Regions from separate parts of the Mus musculus genome. Here region 1 is linked to region 2. A link is a contact called in public promoter capture Hi-C data. All regions are on one chromosome and are shown on one strand. The core of a region is the stretch at or near the end of the contact, and the rest is flanking DNA. Distances in the headings are between cores, read along the strand shown. Region 1 overlaps Ypel2 (yippee like 2). Region 2 has its middle 6.3 kb from the start of Gm33742.

Evidence for each region. Capture Hi-C pulls out chosen DNA fragments and counts their contacts.
Region 1: a contact with region 2 is called in a promoter capture Hi-C map of pancreatic islet. The contact joins two enhancer-like sites. A contact is called at or near these places in 1 of 15 datasets of contacts at CTCF or cohesin (the NIH/3T3 cell line), 1 of 484 Hi-C or Micro-C datasets (bone marrow-derived macrophages), 5 of 115 datasets of contacts at active chromatin or transcription factors (embryonic basal ganglia, embryonic stem cells, extraembryonic endoderm stem cells and 1 more) and 3 of 9 other capture datasets (adipose tissue, liver and pancreatic islet).

The regions. Positions count from the first base shown.
Region 1 is chr11:86,973,066-86,976,094 of GRCm38.p6, reverse strand. All of the region lies in intron 1 of Ypel2 (yippee like 2), which reads left to right. Among named protein-coding and RNA genes, the nearest start is that of Gm51915, 8.1 kb to the left of the region's middle. Within about 2 kb of position 1,509, at least 37 of the 459 cell types and tissues checked have an H3K27ac peak or open chromatin away from gene starts, as enhancers often do. A contact at or near this core is called in pancreatic islet, where this site is marked.
Region 2 is chr11:86,873,231-86,876,527 of GRCm38.p6, reverse strand. No RefSeq gene overlaps it. Among named protein-coding and RNA genes, the nearest start is that of Gm33742, 6.3 kb to the right of the region's middle. Within about 2 kb of position 1,402, at least 23 of the 459 cell types and tissues checked have an H3K27ac peak or open chromatin away from gene starts, as enhancers often do. A contact at or near this core is called in pancreatic islet, where this site is marked.

The DNA.
Region 1 (3,029 bases), core at 260-2,759, 99 kb before region 2:
GCTAGGAAGGAATAGGACTCCCTCTTGAGTTTCTAGAGCTCACTGTTCACCTTTCTATATAAACAACAGCACAGGCGCGTGTTAGGGACAGCCCTGTCTTTTCTGTGGTGTTTTCTCTAGCGGCCAGTTTTTGAGGCTGTTGTGCGGTGCCGCCTGGCTTCCAGGTCACCTCTCAGGTTCCTTATGGCTTAACTAACGAGTACATGCCACTCTTCCCAGTGACACCTGGGAGGTTCGGTTTTGAATTTCAGTGTCTACTGTGACTCCCCGTGGGAATGGCCTGTCAGTCAGGAGGGGCCGCCAGGCTCAGCGTGTGTCCCCCATGCCGTTGGCTCTCGAGGTTGTGATATAGCTAAGATCTTTATTTTTAATCATAATACTGCTCATTTTCTTTCTGAAGCGAGCAGCATGAGCCAGCTGCTGCTGGTAGAAAAGTCTCCCTTTAGTCTCTACCGTAGATTATTAGTTCACTTAAAATGCTGTTTAAATTGTACATAAGCCCCGAGGCTTTTGATTATCGTTGGAAATCAATTGGACTTCACAAAATGCTCAACAGGTTGGACTCTTGATTCCATGCATGCCATGCCACCATTAGCAGGGACCAAAGTTCAGAAATTAAAACGTGCTGAGTTCTGTGACCCTGCATGCATAATTCCTTCCTCCTCAGGAAAATCAATGCAATTCTCTTTATTGAAAATTAAGCAATTTAAATCTCCCTTAAATGATGTGATGGCTGCTCTTGGTTGTCAACTATATCTGGGATTAAAACCCAAGTGACTAGGTATACCTGTGAGGGGTCTCTTTTTTTTTTCTTTTCTCTCTCTTCCCTTCTCTTTTCTCTCTCTTCTCTCTTCCCTTCTCTTTTCTCTCTTCTTTTGGCCAGACAGGATTTCTCTTGTGTAGCTTTGGCTATTCTGGAACTCCCTTGAACTCACAGAGATCCAGCCTGTCCCCATCCCCCTGTCTGCCACACCCTCCTCCCAAGTGTTGGGATTAAAGGCATGTGCTACCACCACCCAGCTAGGAATTTTTCTTAATTTGAAAATGGGAAGACCCGATTTAATCTGGATCCACGCCTGCTGGAAAAGCCCATAGAAAGGTGTGGCATAGGCAGAAGGTCAGCCGAGACATTTGCCTCTGAATGTCTCCTGGATTCTTGGCCCATCTGTGAGTAGATGGCCAATGTAGGGCTAGCTGGACCAGATCCTTTGAGCCCCTCCAATCCCATGTCGGCTTTGCTACTTAAGAACCCTGACTGCTACAGATGGGAGGAACGCTGGCTGGTTAGTTGATTTCCTTCCCCCTCTTCATCAGGTCTGGTATTGATCTTTGTTTTCTATTTGGCCTGTGGTTTCCCATTGGATACAGAATGCCTCTTGCCACTGCCTTGACATCCTTGCAAGGTGTTTTATTTTAGAAGGAGGAGAAGCATGCACGTGGGTGTGCAAGCGCTGAGGTCATAGGCATCGGATCCTCTGAAGCTGGGGTTGCAGGCTGCTGTGAGCCATCTGCTGTGGGTGCTTGCAGCTGCCTGTGCCAGAGCAGTGCATGCTCTTAACTGCTGCTGTCTCTGGCCTGGTCTCACTACCATTCTTGCCTTTCTTCTAGGTCTTTCCAGCTTGTCTGGACCAGTTTGAACCCAGAACTACTAATACTTTCTACCTGCTTGTCTCCCTTCCCCAAAGAAGTCCCTTTTTTAGGATGCTTGTGAAATTACTAAAGAGGAATAATTCAGGGCGTGACAGGACACACCTTTAATCCACTTGCTCAGAATTCCAAACCTTTTGAATCTCTGAGTTCAAGGCCAGCCTAATTTACCTGGCAAGTCCCAGGCCAGCCAAAGTCATGTAGGGTCCCGTCTCAAAACCAAACCCACCCATGGCCCAATTCTTTTCAGGGTTTTTCAGTACCTTGCAGCCTGGGCCATTACTTATATGGTAGCTCAGTCTTGGTGAGGCACATTACGCCGGTCTATGTGACTTACTCAGTACTTAAGATGCCACAGATCTTTATTCTGTAGACAGAGCTGTGAATTCAGTGTTTGTGAATTCAGGGCATAACCAGGAACCTCTGCTTTTTTTTAGGCTTCCTACAGAGGAGCGGTGAGAAAAGAAATAATTCTACTCCAGGGAAATGCATAATTGAGAGGCTGCCTGCGTGCTTAAGAAAACACACCGCGTGGCCTCTCTAAAGCAGAAAGGCCGCCCGAGCCATTGCTTTCCTTTCTCGAGCTGCTGTTTGTGTAAGACCTGGGTTCGGTGCTGCTCATCCTGGCCACCGGGCAGCCCCGGCTGTGGACTTAGCATCTGGCTTAGACAGCTGGTAATGGTGTTGCACACTTCTAATCCCAGCTCTAGGGAACAGAGGCAAGAAGTTCCAGGCCGGCTTGGGCTATGAAGAGAGCAAACAAACAAAACCCAGACCAAACAAAAAGAACTCCCACCGTCTAATAAAACAGCGGCATTTGGTGTGAACTTCGGCTGAATGCTGCTTCCATGTCTCTATGTCCCCTTCTGGAATTTTTGTCCTTGCTAGCAGCAGAATTGGGGTGTTGGAAATATTGAGCACGTGCCAGGAAACCCAGTGGAAGGGCAGGGAATGGTAACTTAGCCCTTTCACCTTTGAGCCTTTGCTCACTGCAGGCCAGCTTGGGATCCAAGGCATCCGCTGTGGCTGTGCCTAACTCTGAGGCACAGTGTATGGTGTCATTTCCCACCTCTGCCTCCTGCCAGCATTTCTCTGTGTAACCCAATTCCTCATCCTGAACAGGTGGGAGACTGAGCAGGGAAGACATTGTGCCCTGGCCCCTGTGGGTTTGAATCTGAATCCCTTTAGAAATTAGACAAGTCACATGAGAGATGTGTGTTACACTTGGAGCCTACTTGGCTCAAGGGTGCTGTGGAGACGTATAAGGGCTAGTAGCCACTCTTGTCTTCATTATAGTGCTAGGCAGTGGTATTATCCACTCCGAAAGGTTGAGAGCCCCAAAGGCTGGTGTGGAAAGAATGAAAGGCAGGTTGGTGGGGACA
Region 2 (3,297 bases), core at 153-2,652:
GGGCAGGAGGGGCTGTGCATAATGACGACTCATTTGCTTCTTGTCTCATCTAAGGAAATTATCTCTTCAAAGCGATCAGGTGCTTCTGACCTGTTCTTAAGTGTCGGTATTTTTGAGCTAACTTAGGAAGTGTGTAGGATAATTGTTAGCACTCAAGAGGACCCAGTTCTAGCCTAGTGTTAAAATCTCAGAGATGCACAGATGCCCCCTTTCTTTGTGGAGGGAGGAAAAGATACTTGTGCATGCCAGGATTGCTGCTAGAAACCTCAGGGTGGACGGCAAATTGACAGCTCCTGTCATGGATCAACAGTCAGAAGCCAAGCATTCTACTGTGTAGAAATAGCCCAAAGCAGCCCCCTCCTCCTGTGTGTGAGGAGTTACGTGTGCGAGTGAGCACGTGATGAGTATACTGGCTAGAGGTCCATGTTGGGGTCCTTCATGGTTCCTCCCCCTACCCCCAATTTTACTTTATGTGTATGAGGTTTTTTGTTTTGTTTTGCTTTTTTGTTTGTTTGTTTGTTTGTTTAGGGTTTTTTTTTTTTTTTTTTTTGCCATTCAGGCCTCTACACCATGTACATGAAGTTCCCACAGTGTCCAGAAGAGGGCACTGGATCCCCTGGGACTGCAGTTACAGATGGCTGTAGGTGCTGGGAATTGAACCAGGCAGGTCTTTGGGAAACACAGGCAGTGCTCTTAACCTTTGAGTCATCTCTCCAACCCCCTCCACTTTCTTTTTTGAGACTGTGTCTCTTCCTGAACCCACACCTCACCCATCCATTAAGACTCACTGGCCAATGAACTCCAAGGATCCGTCTGTGTCTTCCTTCCTAGATTTCAGACAGGTGCTACCACGCTTGACTTTTTAAGTGGGTGCTAGGGATCCGAACTCAGACCCTCACATCTGTTTAGCAAATACTTTACCAAACTGAACCACCTCCCCAGCTGGTCTCTGCCTCTTTTTGTTTATTTGTTTTGAGATTCACTGCCCTCAGACTTACTATGTAGCTGAGGCTGGCCTCAAACTCCTGATTCTTCTGCTGGGGAATATACAGGTATATGTCATCGTATCATCATATCTGACTTTATCATTTCCCCACAGTTTACCTAATTTTTATCGGTTTGCTTGTGGAAGCAGTAAAAGGTGGCATGTACCAAAAGCAGTCCTCATGGGGAGAAAGAAACCAATGTATTATTTGTACCAGGCATGAGGCTAAGGCCATATGCTAGTATTCATTCAGTGCTCTCAAAAATGTCTCCAAATAAATTTCCTTATATGTTTCATTTTATGGATGCAGAAGTCGAGGTTTAGAGGGCAAATTCCAGGTTCCTAACCACCCAGACTGTCCCTGCGTCTCTCTAGGGTTGGACTCACCCGCAGGCTTTTCTGTGGCAAGAGTAACCCCCCTTACCTCCACCAGGTTGCACTGTAACTCTGCTTACCTGAGTTCTGCAGCGTCCCTTTGCCTACATGCATCTAAGTGCAGGTTTCTTGGCCCCACTTCTGTGAGCTTCCAGCACCACTGGTTTCCCTGAGGATGGAGCATGGCTTGCTCCACTATCTACAAAGGTTAGCGCACAGCAAGACAAGCACCCAGACTAGCTCCACGCAGCCAGGCAAAGCCTGTTCCGAGAAGAGCACGCTCCACTCGGAGACAGTCTGCTCAGGCTTGCAGAACAGTGTGTTAGGACAGGGATACGGACGGCTGGGGATGTAGCTCAGCGTCTGAGTACTTGTCCAGCATATATCAAGCCCTGGGGTCAAGTCACAGTAGCAGAACAGCTTTTAAAAAGTGGGGGCCTACAGTCTGGGAGGGGGTGGGAGCTAAAGATGGAAATACATCCCTGATGGGGAGCATGTAACTGGGCAAGCCTCATGCTGGGATAAAAGGCACAGCCCAGAATATCAAGGGCTCCCTGTGACGGAGTTCAGTAGGGAGAAATTCAAGAAGGCTTGATATTTAAGAATCAAGCCAGGCCAGGAATGATGGCATACACCTACAATCCCAGCAGTCAGAAACCAAAGGTAGAAGACTGGTGAATTCTAAGGCAGCCTAGGTTACATAGCAAAATCCTGTCTCAAAACAAATAAGAGGACAGGTGTCATAGAGGGGTCTTTCTCTGCCTATACCCCTTTCCTTGGGCTTGAAGGCTACTCTCTCCAGATCACATGTAAAATTCCTAAGCCCCAGCAACCCACTACATGTCCCGATTTGGAAATATAGCTGTTATAGACGAAAATGGTTCAGGCATCATGAAGGTGTCCCTGTTCTCAGAAGGTCGGATGGCTCTGTGGTTAAGAGCACTGGCTGCTTTTCCTGAGGACCTGAGTTCAATTCCCACCACCCACATGGCAGCTCACAGTTGTTGATAACTCCAATTCCAGGAGATCCAGTGATATCTTCTGGCCTTAGTGGGCACCAGGGATATACATGGTCCACAGGCATACATGCAGGCAAGACACTCTTGCACACAGAATGATAAAATAAAATTTAATTTAAAACCAAAAAAGAAATTCAGACACACACAGAGAATATCGTGTGAGGAGGAAGGCAGAGAAAAGAAGGGAACATCCATATGCCAAGGGGTGCCACAGCTCACCAGCAACCCCAGAAGCTATGAAGAGGAAGGGAACAGCTCCTCTTGGCCCTCAGAAGAGACCCACCCAGACGGAACTTTGATTTCAGACTTTTGGATTCCAGATCTAAGAGACGATACAACTCTGCTATTGAAGCCAATCAGCTCGTGGTATTTGGGTCAGTAGCCTTGCAGACTAATGAATCCCTTTTTTCTAAAGAGGTACCCCGTTCCTCATTGCCTCTGACCAATCTAAGTCCTGGTTTGCTAACCCTAGCCTCAGAAAAGCTGAAGTTGTGGGGAGCTTTCCAATAAAAATCTCATATTTAGAGCTCTCGTAAACAGGGGCACTCCCAGGAAGCCAGAGGACAGTGAAGGGGGTTAGTTCCATTTACAGTGGAGAATGTTCCAAGCCCCCAGGACTCCCTCTCCCCTCCCCCCAGAAGCACAAGGTCTAAGAGAAAGGGGTCTCTAAATAGAACTGGGTGTCAACTCTCAGGGAATGCAAATATTCAACTCCAAGCCTGGAGCATGGATGTCACTTAATATGGCTCACAAAGTCTTTGTTCTCTTTGTCGACAGTCAGGAGTGTTACCAACTTGCCTTTAGTTAATCTGATAAAGGCAGCCAGTTTCCATGGTTACCTCTAAGCATGCAGGAAGGTGCCTTTCCTAGGAGGCCCTAGGTTTAAGCAAATAACAAAACATGGCCCCCAGACACAGT